3 separate regions of the Mus musculus genome follow, and all the other regions are linked to region 1. A link is a contact called in public HiChIP or PLAC-seq and promoter capture Hi-C data. All regions are on one chromosome and are shown on one strand. Each heading gives the region's core, a stretch centred on a gene start, on an enhancer-like site or on the middle of the called end of the contact. The rest is flanking DNA. Distances are from core to core; before and after follow the strand shown.

Region 1 (5,158 bases), core at 1,402-3,901:
AAGCTGTACTGCGGTCTTGACCTCCTGTCTTCCATTAACACTATTGTAAGACGTCATTTACGTTAATGCTTTAAAAGTTTTTCTAGATCCCAAACAAAGACAAGAACTTAGGTTCTTGGACTATATTTGAATTCTGAAAAGGTGGCAGCACTGTACCTCTGAAAGCAGAATTAACTTGATTCATTCAAAGTTGTACATAAACCATGAAATGCATTTTTGGTTTAGTGAATTTGTTTCTGATACTCTAAAGGGGATTGTCTTAATTTATCTACAAAATTTCAAAACAATTCTGAATAAATAGTTACTATCAAAATGTAAGCAGAGATAAAACTGATAACATGTTATTATTGTACTGGCTCCAAATAGCCATCTAAATATATCGAGTTACAAATAGAACATTTTAGGTAAGACGTATTTCGGATCACGTGGGTCATGACTATTGTGAAGTCTGTGTTTTTAATTGATGTATTTAGAACTTGCCTAAGACTATACCCATTGATTTTTTTTGAAGCTACAAGGAAATATTGCTAGTTAGTTAAACTGATGTTGCAGATAAAAACATGGTTTGATTCTCAGACATTGTTTACTCATTTTAAAAGCCACACGTACTCTAGAAGGATACAAATTCCTATTTTAATGTTCTTGTTATTAACTCAGATAATTTCTTTGCCTAATGACCATCAATATTCATTGCCTGGCATTTTTCTGCTATAACTTTTGGTAATTAGGATTGTTTTAAATGATGCTACAAATATAGGTGAGAATATTAAAATAAATCATACAAGATGGTTATATGCTTTGAAACATTAATTCAATAAAAATCAGAAGAGTTTGTGGAGGTACTAATTTACAATAGTTTATTAATATAATACTTAATTTCAGAAAATCATCTGGCTTAGAATAATGCTTTTCAACTTCTGTTCCTATGAATGACACTGGGTTATTTAATGTGCTGATTTCGCTTCTTTCTCCAGTTATTTAATGACTATTTGTAACAAGTCCTATCTTAAACTCACCTTGTCTGTTTTTATACATCAGGGAACTCGGTAGTATAAATAAAAATAAAATAAAAACATAAATCAGCCGCAAAGCTTTTAAAAATTACAAGTGTACAAATTAATGTTTCAATTACATTGAAAAACATGTGGAAACTGAGCCAAAAATCACTGAGGAGTTACTCAGGATGAGTTTGTAATATTTTGTTTATTTGCCAGACTACTAGAAATTGAGCTCAGAATGCTAGCATTGAAAGGCATCTTGCAGCTTATATTTCACTTAAGTAAGAAAACGTAGAATTTAATAAATTATGCTAATAAGCACAATTTTAATCCAAAACTGATATCTCCCATTCCTTAGCAATAACCTGTGATGCCGCTCTGACAGCCACTTGTTAAGTAGGCACTAGCTCCTTAGATTCTCAGGACAGTCTGTACTGTGGCAAGAGAGACCTGCAGCTGCTTCATCTCAGCATCATAGCTGAAAATCTAATTTAATTCCTCTGCTTAATGAGCTAATCCACTTGCTTATCGTGCCTCTGTTTATGTATTTATGGAGACTCCTTTCACACTCTTCCCCCACAAGTTTCCAGTATAATTGAAGTAACACAACTCTAAGCTTAAGAGTTTAAAAACCATGAAGTAATGTAGAAATCACTACATTTTCTTAACCCTGGGCAGTTGTGGGGTTTATGGTTGGTTGGTTGTTGGTTGGGTTTTTTGTTTGTTTGTTTGTTTGTTTTGTCTTGTTTTTGTTTTCCCCTTACCTTATTTGTAAGACACCCATGATCTTAATACAGTGGAGACAATTCATGAACACCCCCCCCAAAAGAAAAAAACCCAATACAAACAACAACAAAAACAAAGGAAAACCAAAAATGGGGTATTTACACAAATCTAGCAACAAAGAACAATGAAAATTCCATTGGTTCCCTAGTTAGAGGTGTAAATGTCAAAAGAAGCGGAAAGCAAACAGAAGTCCAAGCCGGTGGCTTTTCTTCTTAATCCAACTTTGTGTTCAGCCACACAGGAAGACTCTGGAACCCCATAGTCTTCTGCCATCCCTTCCTTAGAATACTGATTATGTGGAAAATTTAAAGACCCTTCCTGGGGTGCAAATGTTTTCCAGCTGTCAGGACTTGAGCTGGTAGTACAACTAACTTTAAAAAGGCATTGTTTCCTGATTAAGGTATTTGTTCAGAAACTTGCCTTATAGCCCGCTCACATCGTTAATAATTGGTAAATTTATTTTCTAAAGTATCACTGTAAATACTCTTATGCACTAGTAGTACATTTTGTATGCATTCTGGAGTAAGACTCTCTAGTATCCCTTTGTAGACTAAATGAAGCGGTTTCAACATTATTTCAATGCCACTTACTAAATTCTTGTTAGAAACATTGTCATAATACTTAAGAATAGTGCTGAGAATACATACGTTTATTTTGAATAATACACTTACCTGGCACAGCTCCTAAGGAAATTCTGTGGGAATAGTCTCAGGAGGGAGTTTGATTTTCTGAGATACTGCACAAGAGTTTCCCGGAGGCGAGGTGTGGAAAGCTTTGCAATGTGGTCCTGCAGGCAGCGTGAGGTCCAGGCAACAGAGCCCGCCGGTCCTAAGGCAGAAGTGCACGCTGCGAAGAGAGGGCTTGTTCTGAGTAGATGGGGAGTGTTGTCAGATTGTAAGCGATCAGCAGCAGAAGGGAAACATCACAGCTTCCTGTTACATCACCCCGCCCCGCCTGCACTTAGTGTTAGGTTACTTTCTTTCTCAAATAGCTTACCCCAGGAAAGGAGCAGCAACTCCCTTCTCACTCTGACAAGAGCAAGAAGCAGCCTGAACAGACAGAGATCCTTTGCTGTATGAACACATTGTTACCAGCAAAAGCTGGCTGCCTTTCACCTAGACTGAGTTCTGTTAGAACTTGCTGCCTGGGATTTGAAGGCGATCTTGGTGTAAAAGAATCAAAGGAGTTAGGAGTGTGGGTGTGTGTCGAATTAAGGTTCACAGAACAACCAGGAACAATTTATCAGTCACATCTTTTTTTCTTAAATGTGCATGGAATTTTGAGCATCAGAATTACTAATTCGGACTCAATTTTGAGCACTAATATCTGATGCAACTCCACAACCAGTTTTGCATGAGAAGATGAACAGGCTTCGGGCTGTCCTTTCTAGGAGTTCCTGAGTTGTATGTCCTGTAAAGCCAGACTGTGTATAGAGTATGAAATCATTGTACATACTTTTAAATATCTGACATAATTATATCATTTTATATAATCTAAACATTATACTAGTTGTACCTCAAAATAACCTTCAAGGAAAGGTGGCTTTAGTTTAACATGATACTATGAAATAATTTCATACAATAAATGAACTTCAATTTAAAAAAAAGTTTTCCCTCTAAACATAATTATATCATAAAGTAAGAAATCATTGCGTATGATCAGGAAAAAAAGCCTATAAACCTGAAATATACTTGTTAGTTTTATATAATATGATAAATTATGAGATTTGGCAATAATCATAACTCCTGAAGCCAGACAGCACTAAAAGTCACATGATCTTTGCATCAAATGTCTCACGTATAAACTGGAAAGGATGGATAAAATAATATAATTTGTCTGTTTAAACTTTGAATCAACATATTTTATAACATTTAGAAAATGGCAAGTTCTAACTAGCTACTACAATCTTGCTGCTTCACCTTGGAGGAACAGACGAATAGCGAAGCTACTACAACCAAGTAGCAGATGAGGAGCTCAAAGTCCTAGCAGATGAGGAACCGCACTAAAGACACAGGGTGCAGAATCTCTGGATATCGTGTTCCTGAAAGACACCGCCATTTTTAAATGTTTCCTATCTTGATCCATGGAGGAGATTTATTGCAGAATCTTTAATTCTGTATATGGATATAGAATAGGATGCATCCGTTTAGAAATATGGGACATAATTGACCATCTCCATCACTGAAAATGGAAAGTCTGTGTAAGAAGCTGAACTACACAATGTAGTTTTAAGAGACGGCGATAAACTGGGAAGTTACTTTGTGGACACTTTAGTTTTGCTTTCTATAGGGAACTGTTGAATTATATTTTCCTGTGCTGTTTCCTTCAGCTCATGGGGTGAAAAGTCAGCATTATAAATCACTACTGCCTCCTAAAATAATAACTCATTAATCAGAAAAACAGTAAAACACATTCTTGGGTGAAACCACAGAGTTCTGATGTGGAGTCGCATGTTGCACAGGGGCTCAGGAGGAAAGCAGTAGAGAGTAATCATGTCCCCTTGCAGATGTTTATACTCACTGGGACAATACTGACAGAACTTTTAAGTATGATGTTTACAGCTTAAAGTTCAGGCAAAACAAATACTAGATTTTAACTTCTAAATGATCATCATATATGCTCCTGTATCCATTTCTAAGAATATCTGACCTCTGAGACACAGACTGGTGTATACAAAGCTACATACATTTCCAGTAAGTATTAAAGCATTAACATGTTTTTGATTCACTCATTGGATTTGTTCAAACACAGCAGAGTCTTAGTAAGTAAAGGGGTTCGTTCTTTTAGATGATGCCTGAAAGATCACAAGCCGGCAATCATTCTCCTGTATAATAGATATACATGGTGCTGTTGTAAATGGGAAATTTAATACAACCTGTAGTGTTTAGTATAAATTATTGGTTGTGTATGTAGGTTTATGGCTGTGGTGCATGAAGAGTCTGGATAATTCTTGTTAGTATCATACATGTGTCTTTCATAGAAAGAAAAGTAAACATACTTCCCAATAATAAGGTCATTAAAAGTTACCACGTTATGAACATGAAAAAAATATGAATACATGCTATAAGGACTTTGGGGAAGCTGGACTGTGCTGAGACATGTAGAAACAAGTGAAAAGATTGAAGAAACTTCTCAAGTGTGTGCTTTAGTATGACACAAATGTTTGGATAGCTATGGTAAAGCTAAATGAAACTGTTTCCAAAAATCAGGTGATTCCGAGCCAATGGGGTATTGTTAGTACATTCATTCAGTCTTATGTATTCTACGTGTGTTTTACATTGTCATCTTTCCCCAGAACACACTGAAGCTACTTAAAATTATCTGATTAGTGGTGATCAAGTTTGTACTTTCAGATGAACACTAAAAATAGTTCT
Region 2 (5,158 bases), core at 1,202-3,701, 480 kb before region 1:
TAATATTCACAAGTAGAAAAAATTAAAACATTTATTTATATAGTCTTAAAACATATTGTTTGAACATGTAGACTAGAAAGAGAATTATTTAATGCAGACAATGTTATAAATAAACTTAAACTTAATCAATTTTCTGTTATAGTTATGTTTGAAGTTGATGTGAGATTGACAGAAAAATTATGTCATGCTCAAGGGCCTGATTAGAGAGAGAGTGTCTTTATTTCTCAAGCCACAGTCCTTACAGGAAGAAATCCAGGAAGTCCTTCCAAGGAGAGTGAAGAATGTCAGGCATTGCCAGTAGTCCTTTTAACTTCCTTACAAGTGAATTTCAAGTTACTGATTTCCACATCTACTATTTTAATGTACAGTAGAAAAATTTCAAATCTCACTAACATTGTGACTTTAAAGAGCATGAAAACACATAATTTAAAAAATATAGTAAATGTGCTTCAGCATTAATTACATTAATATTAATATGTGCTATATACTTGGATAATATTTCCACTTAGTTTATGGTTAAAATATTATATGAAATGAGTTATAGTATATTAAAAGCAGAAAGGAATAACCATACCCTGTCCTGTCATAAAATAATACTGGAAATACTGTAAGCATTATGAGGACACAGCATATATTTGAAAGGCCAGTATATTTATCTTTCTTTCAGGTAGAACCAGTAACCTATGTTAATAGATGTTTAATAACAAGTGACCTAAGACACATGCTGGTAAGCTATGGCATTTTAGTTTTTAATTCCCTCAATACCAAACTTCTTTATTTGTGGGGTATTCAAACCCTGAACAGAGGTAAAGCAGGTTTCTTTGTGGAAGGCCATTGCTAAGAGTCACTCACCAGCATATGTGCTTGCACAGTTCCCCCCTCTTCAGAAACGTGGGGCAGCTGCACTCATGTGGGTTTCCAAGCAAAACCTTTACAGTAAAAAAAAAAAAAAAAAAAAATCCCAGTTAATTTTAAGAGTTACGGTAAAACTAAATTGATAAAATAACTAGATTAAAAGAGATTTAAATTCTTGACTGGTTTAGTGGCTCTGAACTTTGGATATGATCAAACAGGGCCTTCTGAAAAATATTCTCTCTTAACATTGGAAACTGGGTTTCTACTCCTTTATTCTTGGCCTTGGTTACCAACTGGCACTGTGAATGAACACTTTTTCTAAAAGTCATCCATGCTTAGATGAAATTAAATCTAAAATTAAAAGCTCTCCTTCCAAACCATTACTTTTTTTTTAAAAGTATAGAGTTATATGAGTTTTGTAAAAAGGCTTGCTCACTTTGATTATTTATTGATTGATATTTTTGGTTGATTGACGTTTGCATTCGAACTTTACTTTTGGTAGAAGATTAGTTTTATTTAAGACTGTATAGGCTAAAACAACTACACTCAATAAATAAGCAAATCAAAGAAGCATGCTTTGAACAAAGCACAGAGTGATAAACTGTATCCAGTACTCCTAACTATGAGGCAATAGATTTAAAGTTTCTAAAACGACAGGGAAGTGTTCAGTGGCTCATTTTTGACAGATAAGAGCAGGACATGTAAATATGAAACATCTCTTCTCTTTTAACAAGACGAAATGGAACTCTTCCTCATGCACATGCTTTCAAAGTATGAACATTTAAGCTACCCTTTAATGAGCTGTTACAGTTTTAAAACTGAGCAAAAAGAAAATGATCATAGAAACTATCATAGAGAAACTGATTTTAATGAGCAAATATTTAGAAGATAGTAGGATTCTCATTTAATTTACAGGGCTGGGGAACACCAACAAGGCATCCAGGAATACACACCATCATTTTACAAGAATCGTACGCAATTTGAATTCCTAACTATCAAGGAAGAGCATTTTCTGGCAAACAGTATTTACTTTTGTAAGGTGCACATTTTTAAATTCTGGGGAGTACTCATGGGAATGATCTCTCTCTCTCTCTCTCTCTCTCTCTCTCTCTCTCTCTCTCTCTCTCTCTCTCTGTCTCTTCAGAGACAGGGTTTCTCTGTGTAGCCCTGGCTGTCCTGGAACTCACTCTGTAGACCAGGCTGGCCTCGAACTCAGAAATTCGCCTGCCTCTGCCTCCTAAGTGCTGGGAGTAAAGGCGTGTGCCACCATTTCTGCAGAAACTGGGAAGTTGGCTTGGGACACCTCCCCTACTCCGCCCCCTCCCGCCCTTCTCCTACTGCCCATCCCCCAATCCCCAAGGGAGCTTGGTGGTGCGGTAGTTACTCGGAAATCCCCCTTTTCTGGCTCCTCCTCCTTCAGTAGGAAGCCTGTGGGGCCGATCTGTCGCAGGAGATAGATGCTGCTACTCAGCGCCTGGTCTTGCTGCCAGCTGAGGCTCTCGCTTAAGTGTCTTCGCTTTTCTGAGGCTTTACAGCCTCCGCGAAGCATCCCTGGCGGCCGTGGAGCCTCTAGCTTTCTGAGGCGCCTTGGGTCTCTATGGCAACAGCGTGCAGCGCGGTTGCTGCGGTAACGGTGGTTCTGTCCAGAGAGCTACCCTGCAGTAGTTGGGGTTGGAGAAATTTCCGAAGTCCAAGCTTAGACTTTGAAACCTGAGGTCACAGGCACAGCTGCACACCTAGTATTCTTTTTGCTTATTTGTTCACAGGCAAGACTGTCGATCTGCACATTCTTAGATCCAGTTACAGTGTGGGCTCCAGAGGATGAAGTTAAGTTCTGTGAATTTCTCTTTCATAATAAAAAAAAAAAAACTCACCACGATGGTTGATATTCCACAAACATTTTCCAGTGGCTCACAACAGCATGCAATTAGTGGCTGAGGAAAGATGGAGAAAGCAGGGCTAGTACACCCTCTAGGGGTGTGTGTGAGTGTGTGTGTGTGTCTCTGTGTGTGTGTGTGTGTGTGTCTGTGTGTCTGTATGGTCGTGTTGGTTTTGAAGCTAGGAGAAACTCTCAAGTTTCATGTTGGGTTTGGATATTGGATGTGCTGTCAATATCCACACCCTCAAAATTGATAAAGCACTATTTTAAGGAGTAACATTTTTCAAGGCTGACCCAACAATCCACAAATTGTTTCTGAACTTTGTTTCTATATTCCAAGTTGAGAGCTATCCTAAAATATTAGTCAATAGTTTGAGTCATGGTTACTGAATCCATGTGGCTGGATTCTTTTTAAGAAACTGAAAGCGGCAGAGAGCTCTGCTTGGTGGCTTGGTCACAGGAAGAAGGAATGCATTGATCCTATCTTATCAGGAGAGGAAACCACAACTAGATCAGGTCAAGAACCGGAAAAGAAAATGGCAAAGGGACCAGCCTAGTGTGCAGACGGTGGTAATGGCAGCTTTGACAAGGCGTGAGCCATCTGTACAAACACTATGGAACCTCAGGTCCAGGGTTTGAACAAAACTATTTTGTTTTGCTTTCTTATTAAGTAATGAAGAACTAACAGTTACACTATCATTCTTCCAACACTAGCATTAGTGAAACATTGTGTTAGCAAAGGAAAACACCATACATTAAGAAAACCCCTGAGAAGAAGATAAACTGTAAACTCATTTTATATAATAGTGTTTATTATTTAAAAGCTCAGAATTAGTGAATGTCAGTTCATATTTTCTATGAAATAGAATGAGTTTGTTTTCATAGTGAAGGTACTTTAAGTAGTTACTATTCACACACCATACTCCGTGTGCCTGAATGTGTGTGTATGCATATAGCTGTTTGAGGATTTAAAAACCAAACAGCAATAAATGTTTAAGCCTTTGCATTTATTTAGAATGATATTTGCTTCATGTGTGATAAGTACTATTTTCAAAAAGGTCACATGCTTAAATTATAAATTATATAAGTTGACTGTAGTTCATTAATTCCATTTGAGGATTGGTAGAAGTACAGAATTCATGTTCTCATGCAAGTTAAAAACAGAAAGTACAGATTGCTAAACAGAACTGTAGTCTAGCTGGATGACATTTGCTTTTGTATCTGTCAGTTAAAATGTTAGAAACAGCTTTAGAGTCAGGTGACTGGTCCATATGCTTTCTTTGTCTTTTGAAATTTTGACGACAGGAATAATATTTTTGCAAATATTTTAATTTGAAGAATTACGAATGTCTCCTTAAATGTACATTATTATCTTTCATGTTACAAGTCAAGGCATATTTCCACTCAGGGAAGTTGACTGAGCTTTCTGAATTGATAAATCTGTTTAATGAATGAACCATTAATGCAATTGGCCATAGAAGACAGGCATTAGTGACTGTATTTCCAACTTGAGATATTAAAAAAAAGCTACCCTTACAGTGCTGGTGCAGAAGGAAGAAGAGTAAAGTCGGAGGGAGGGATCACCTGCTACTCTCCATGGATGTGTGTAGTTAGCATAGGACTGGCAAACACAAATTGAGTTGAGATGACCTGAGGATGCCTCAGACTGATGTATAGAGGAAGATACTTGGGGGGAACAGAGCTAGCAAGAGCTAATCTACTAGAAATTGTCAGGTTTTGTTTTGTCTAACACATAGTGAGGAGTATGCTGAGGTATTGAAGGAAGAAAGATGAATGAGCTGTGAATTGTGTTTGGCTCTGTCCTGGCTACATTTGTGTCAACTTGACTACAGTTAGAGTATTCCAAAGTCTTCTGAAAGGGAGGAACGTTAATCATGGAAAAGACACCTCCATCAGATTCAGCTGTAGGGAATTCTCTTAATGAGTGGTTGTGGAGAGGCCTCAACCCATTGTGAGTGGTGACATCTCTGGGCTGGTGGCCCTGGGTTCTATAAAATGGCAGGCTGTGGTGATTTGAATACATTTAGCTCCCATAAATTCCTGTGTTTGAATGCTTGGCCATAGGGAGTGGCACAATTAGGAGGTGTGGCTTTTTTGGAGGAGGTATGACCTTGTTAGAGGAAGCGTGTCACTACATAAGCGGGCTTTGAGGTCTTCTATGCTTAGGCTCTCTATCCAGTCTGGAATCCAGTCTCCACCTGGCTGCCTTCACATCAGAATGTAGATCTCTCAGCTCCTTCCACATGCTGCAATGCTTCCCTCCATGATGATAATGGACTGGACCTCTGAAACTGTAAGCCACCCCCAATTAAATATTCGCCTTTATAAGAGTCGCCTTGGTCATGGTGTCTCTTCCCAGCAATGGAAACCTAAACTGAGACACAGACTGAACTCGCCATGAGG
Region 3 (5,158 bases), core at 1,534-4,033, 310 kb before region 1:
TATCTGCATATCCTAGTGCACATAGCCTGTATGATCCCCACCTCTGCCACGTTTAAAGTAGCCAGTTATAGCCTGGTGGCTAAATTTCAGCTTTAACTTCTTTCTGTGTAAGGATATGTCTAGCAAGCACCGAATTCTTCTTCATGCAAATGAAACATTCCTAGCAAAGAAATATGGTCCAGCAATCTTGAATATGATTGGTAAATGGTTTAAAGAATAATGATTGATTGTAGATCAAAATAATCACAAAGAACCCCCAATGATCACCCCATAATGTTATGCCCTCCTAGTCTATATGGTAGTCTTGCGCGCGCCGGACTGGCCAGCAGTAACGACGCTGCAACAGGATCCTTCTGCACACGTTTATTGGGAGAGCTTGATTGTAGAGGCGAAGAGACTTTGAGCCCAGAACTGGTGCTGCTTTTATAGGCCTAGGAGAGGCGTGTCTCACACCCGGATTGGTTATGCACTAAGCCTCATTTGCATGTTCCTCATCTGATTGGCTACTCTCTCTCAGTACCTCACAGAGCCTCATTATCATACCTCATTTGCATGTCTCACATCCGATTGGTTACTCTCTTAGTACCTTACAGAACCTCATTATCATATATCATTTGCAAAAACTTTACTGCATATGTACACATTGGTTGTTTGTCCAATCTTATGTGTGGTGGCCAGCAGTAGTCAGTGCCACTCAGCAACGGCACATGTGGCTACCCACATGGTAGGGCAAGAGGGGGATTTTTACCAAGAAAAAATTTTAGAAGGATTATAGATTTTATCCTGCCATTAGAAGCAAAGTTTAAAAAAAAGAGAGAGAGAGAGACAAATGTAGAAGGCAGTCATTTGATTTGATGTGGTTCAGTGTTATTGCAGAAGGTCTTTGGGAATCATTGTAGAGGAATTTTAACTCAGAACATGTCTGATCTGGCAAGATATCATATCCAAACACCTTCTAGGTCTGTATGATCTGGCAGGAATATAGACACACCTTTAATCCCAGGAGTCAGATCTCTGCATAGAGATCAAGTAGAGAACAAGCTTCAGGTAAAGAAAAGCTTAGGTCTAAGGGTGGTGGTGCTCACATTCAATACCAGCATTCAGGAGACAGAGTCTTGCAGATCTCTTGAGTTCCAGTCAGGTCTGTTCAGGCAGTTTGGTTGGGCCAGTGAGTTGAGAGGCAGTGCAGTGGAGTTAAGTTCGTAGAAGTTCAGCACAGTTTAACAGGTTATAGTTAAGGATTTTAGGCTTGGGCAACCAAAGTTTCATTCTAATATTTTAATGATTTGTATCTACAACACAAGACGCACTCTTTAATAGTGGGGGTATCAACTACAAATCTCTTACAAGTGGTTGTAAGATACAGGAAAACTGTCAGCCAGTGTAAACAGAGAGACGTTGTTTTCCATTGCTTAAAGATTATGGTTGATTATTTCCAATAAGGCCAAATATTGATAATGTAGTAACGTGGATTAAGTAAGAGCTAAAAGGACTGTAGGAAGGGAAGGAGGAGGGAAGAAGCAAATGATAAAGGGAGAGTGCAGATATTGGCATTCCTAATGTACCTCTTTCCTTAATCAGGAAGCCATGGCCCAGCTCTGAGAGTGCTAACTCTTTCCTGTACTTGGCTGACCCCATGCTCCCAAATACTTAGGAGATTGTGGAGCTGCCAGTGATGGAAGAAAACAAAATCCAAAGGCACAAGCCTCCTTTTCCAGGTGAAGTGACTACCTGCTGTGGTTGTTAGATCCTATACCTTCCTGCCCATTCATGTTTATTTCTGTATCAGAGATTCCCATAATAAATTGTACAGGCCATGCCTGAATCTTTGCCCTTGGTCATTCTTCTAATGAATGCCCCCCAAAGCAATGGAAGCAAAGATGGAACGGGAAAGCAAAACAAATAACATCATAATTTTTTTTTTAATGCTGGTTGGGCGTGATGATGTGTGCTTCTAATTCCAGCACCCAGAAGGCAAACGTTGGTAGATCTCTGTGAGTTTGAGGTCGCCTTGGTCTACAAAGTGAATACAAGGACAGCCAGAGAAACCCTGTCTGGAAAAACAAAACCTAAAAAATAAAACAAAAATAAGAACACCACAATATGTTTATGGTTTATTAACCCAGGCAATGTATGCTACTTGCCTTTGTTTTACATTTGTTTGTTCATTTTTTACTTTCGTTTACTTGGGAAACTATCTCCTTAAAATCAGCATTTTCATTTTATACTAAAAACTCAATAGAGGTATGTACCCAGTTGTTTCAGATACATTGAGCTTAATCCCACTGTCAAAAATAGTTCCTGTGAAACTTTGAAAACTAGCTTGGCTTTTTGGTGGGAGCATTAATATCATTTGAAGGGATTGGTGTTAGAATAAATGAAGGTTGTTTGTGCTTCACCCAGTGGTTCTGAGTAAAAACAATTTGTGATAATGCAATAAAAAGCAAACAAGATCAGAGAGAGTTTACATAGAGAGCTGGCACTCATGTTGATTAATCGCAAGTCACGGGGGACATGTCTAACAGAGTGGGGTGTTATCTAGCACTCTAAGGGCATCGCCATGTTTATCCCACTGAAAAAGAGGAATAAAGTAGTGAAATAGACATGTGTGGGCATGGAGGTATAACAAAGCCCACAATGTTGTCCTAATAGCTAGAACGTGCAGACAGTTCAGGTTTCCTGGCAAAAGGAACTAAGATTTCACCATATCCTTTCTGTGTTTGGTTCTGTTCTGGTTCTTTCTCTAAATTTAGAATAGTTCTATCCCGAAGTGGGAAGTAGGAAGTCACCACGTGTTATTCCTTTTGATCACAATGACAATCTTTTGATTTTATGCCAGTCCTCACCCCCAGTGTCCTGAAGCAGAAACATCTTTTAGGCGTTGGATGAAAATGTGACAGGGTGGGGTTTTTTCTTTTGTCTTTTTTATTACTCACAATTTTAAGAGAGGTGGAAAATTCTAACAAACACCTGTCTCCCCCACTGCTAAAGCAAAGTGATAATGATCACCTCTGTCATTCTTTCACATCAGTGACAGATGCCACAAGCATCCTGAGACTTTTCTTTTAGGCTTCTGTCAGTTTCTAAGAATGAATGTATCACCCAAAATAAATAGTACAATAGGAATATATATATATATATATATATCCTCTCTCTCTTATATAAAGAGACAAACACATGTATGCATTTGACAAAGAGCTGAAGCAGTCTTTGCTTCAGATATTGCTTTTTGAAATATTTTATATTTTCAAGGTATTTTGTACTCCTTGTGATATATTTAATAACTGACAGGGTAGAAAATATGCCAGCCTATTTTTCTTTTTTAAAACGTAGTTCCTTTTTTGAGATTGATATAATTACAGCTTTCTCTTTTCTTTTCCTTCCTCTGAACTCTCCCATACATCCTTCCTTGTTCTCTTTCAAATGTACAGCCTATTTTCCTTATAGTGCATTGTGTCTTTAAAGTATAGAGCCATTACTTGAAGCAGTTACCACAGTATCTTTTTGTCTTTGAAATTTATAAATAATGGACTGATTATGTGATCTTTTCTGGGCAAGCTATTAGGGAACACGGTTAGTTTACAAAGAATCTTGCTTGTATACAAATTTTGCTCAGCCAAAATTTGAAATCTACAATATAAAGTAGGCTTTGAGTTCACTATAGTGCATTATGCATTTAATTTGGTTGGGCATTAAGCTAGGGTTCAGTATGTATTAGTGGAGCAAAATAACTAAAATGAACATGATCATATATGCATTATATGCATTCTATAATTGTTAAGGATGATATGAAAATGCAAATCAACCTCTAAATGCACTCGTTAATCATGCACCAGCCCACTCAATTAGAAAAATTATCCAAACATATTAGTTACAATACAAAAGTGCATAATTGTGGTTTAGACATAGCTGCTACAATGTGAGAACTGTAAGTGAAGGAGCAACTTGTTCTTCTTTAGGGGAAAACTCAGTGGCCAGGGCCAAAAAGTGGGAATGGGTGGGTAGGGGAGTGGGGGGGAGGGTATAGGGTCCTTTTGGGGTAGCATTGGAAATGTAATTGAGGAAAATACGCAATAAAACAAAATATTTTTTAAAAAAAGCTAAATTGGTGTTGAGGTAGATATTTAAAGGAACAGGAAGGCATGAATTGGTTAAAGTAGAATGAAACACAACTTTAGTTGTGTGGCAAGAACATGTGTTGATAGAATCATGGTGGAAGGGGACCTCCGAGTTCAAGGAGCATCTGGTTAGCTTTGTCAACTTGATACAAATCAAAATCACCTTGGGTGAGGAAACGTAAGGGAGGAAATACCTCCATAATGTTGCCCTGTGGGTATGTCTATGGAGGCATTTTCTCTAATAATTACTGATGTAGGAGGGATTAGTCCTCTGTGTTTGGTGCTGCTCCTATGATGGTGGTCTTGTGTTGTTTATGATAGCAAGCTGGTGACTAGAGAGATGGCTCAGTGGTTAAGATCCCCTGTTGATATTGCTGAGGATCTGGGATTGGTTCTCAGAATCCACCTAGTGGGATGAAATCATCTGTATCTTCTGTACCAAGGGATCCAATGCCGTCTTCTGACATCCAAGGCTACCTAGCATGCATATGTTGCATTTACATATATGTAAGCAAAACACTTATACAAACAAACAAACAAATAAACAAAAAATGTTTAAATAGAAATCAGACTCAGCAAGTCATGGAGAGTAAGCCAGTAAGTCATAATCTTCCATAGCTTTAATTTTTGTTCCCAGGTTCCTGCCTTGAGTTCCTACCCTGACTTCCCTGAATGCTGGACTGTACTTGGAAGTGTAAGCCAAATAAGCACATTCCTCCCCAAGCTACTTTTGGTCCTGTTGTTTATCACGGTAACAGAAAGCAAACTAGGATAGTTAGATATATGTCTATGTCAGACTGAAATATTTTAGGGAAAGGACATGGTCCATATAATTTTATGGGAATACTATTATACGAGTAAAACATTTTGAAACTTAATGAGACTTCAGACACAAAATTTTATTTGTTATTCCAACCAAGAAATAAGTTCTGAGGGTCTCAAATGATCGTTTTACTAACTAGCACAGAAATATCTGTTGAGATTCAGAACTACTTAACTGAAAATAGGTAAGGAGTGGGATTTCTATTGTTCATCTGGGA

The links. Promoter capture Hi-C pulls out the DNA fragments that hold promoters and counts their contacts. HiChIP or PLAC-seq counts read pairs in DNA pulled down with a chosen protein or histone mark.
Region 2: a promoter capture Hi-C map of liver shows a contact between it and region 1. The contact joins the promoter of Zswim2 here to the promoter of Calcrl in region 1. A contact is called at or near these places in 20 of 39 promoter capture datasets (the C10 cell line, the HPC-7 cell line, cranial neural crest and 10 more), 2 of 484 Hi-C or Micro-C datasets (B cells and cortical neurons), 7 of 115 datasets of contacts at active chromatin or transcription factors (the 230-238 cell line, DN3 thymocytes, the SCID.adh cell line and 4 more) and 3 of 9 other capture datasets (adipose tissue, liver and macrophages).
Region 3: a contact with region 1 is called in an H3K4me3 HiChIP or PLAC-seq map of bone marrow-derived macrophages, with 6 times the contacts expected there. The contact joins the enhancer-like site here to the promoter of Calcrl in region 1. A contact is called at or near these places in 16 of 39 promoter capture datasets (the 3T3-L1 cell line, 3T3-L1-derived adipocytes, the C10 cell line and 10 more), 1 of 15 datasets of contacts at CTCF or cohesin (pro-B cells), 1 of 484 Hi-C or Micro-C datasets (bone marrow-derived macrophages), 4 of 115 datasets of contacts at active chromatin or transcription factors (bone marrow-derived macrophages, embryonic limb bud and large pre-B cells) and 4 of 9 other capture datasets (adipose tissue, embryonic stem cells, liver and 1 more).

What each region holds. Positions count from the first base shown.
Region 1 is chr2:84,422,615-84,427,772 of GRCm38.p6, forward strand. Calcrl (calcitonin receptor-like) reads right to left here and starts at 2,652. Exons shown (of 16, transcript NM_018782.2): 1 at 2,456-2,652.
Region 2 is chr2:83,938,775-83,943,932 of GRCm38.p6, forward strand. It overlaps Zswim2 (zinc finger SWIM-type containing 2), which reads right to left and starts at 2,452. Exons shown (of 9, transcript NM_027964.2): 1 at 2,240-2,452; 2 at 853-929. The coding sequence starts at 2,404.
Region 3 is chr2:84,111,093-84,116,250 of GRCm38.p6, forward strand. No RefSeq gene overlaps it. Among named protein-coding and RNA genes, the nearest start is that of Zswim2, 170 kb to the left of the region's middle. Within about 2 kb of position 2,784, at least 8 of the 459 cell types and tissues checked have an H3K27ac peak or open chromatin away from gene starts, as enhancers often do. A contact at or near this core is called in bone marrow-derived macrophages, where this site is marked.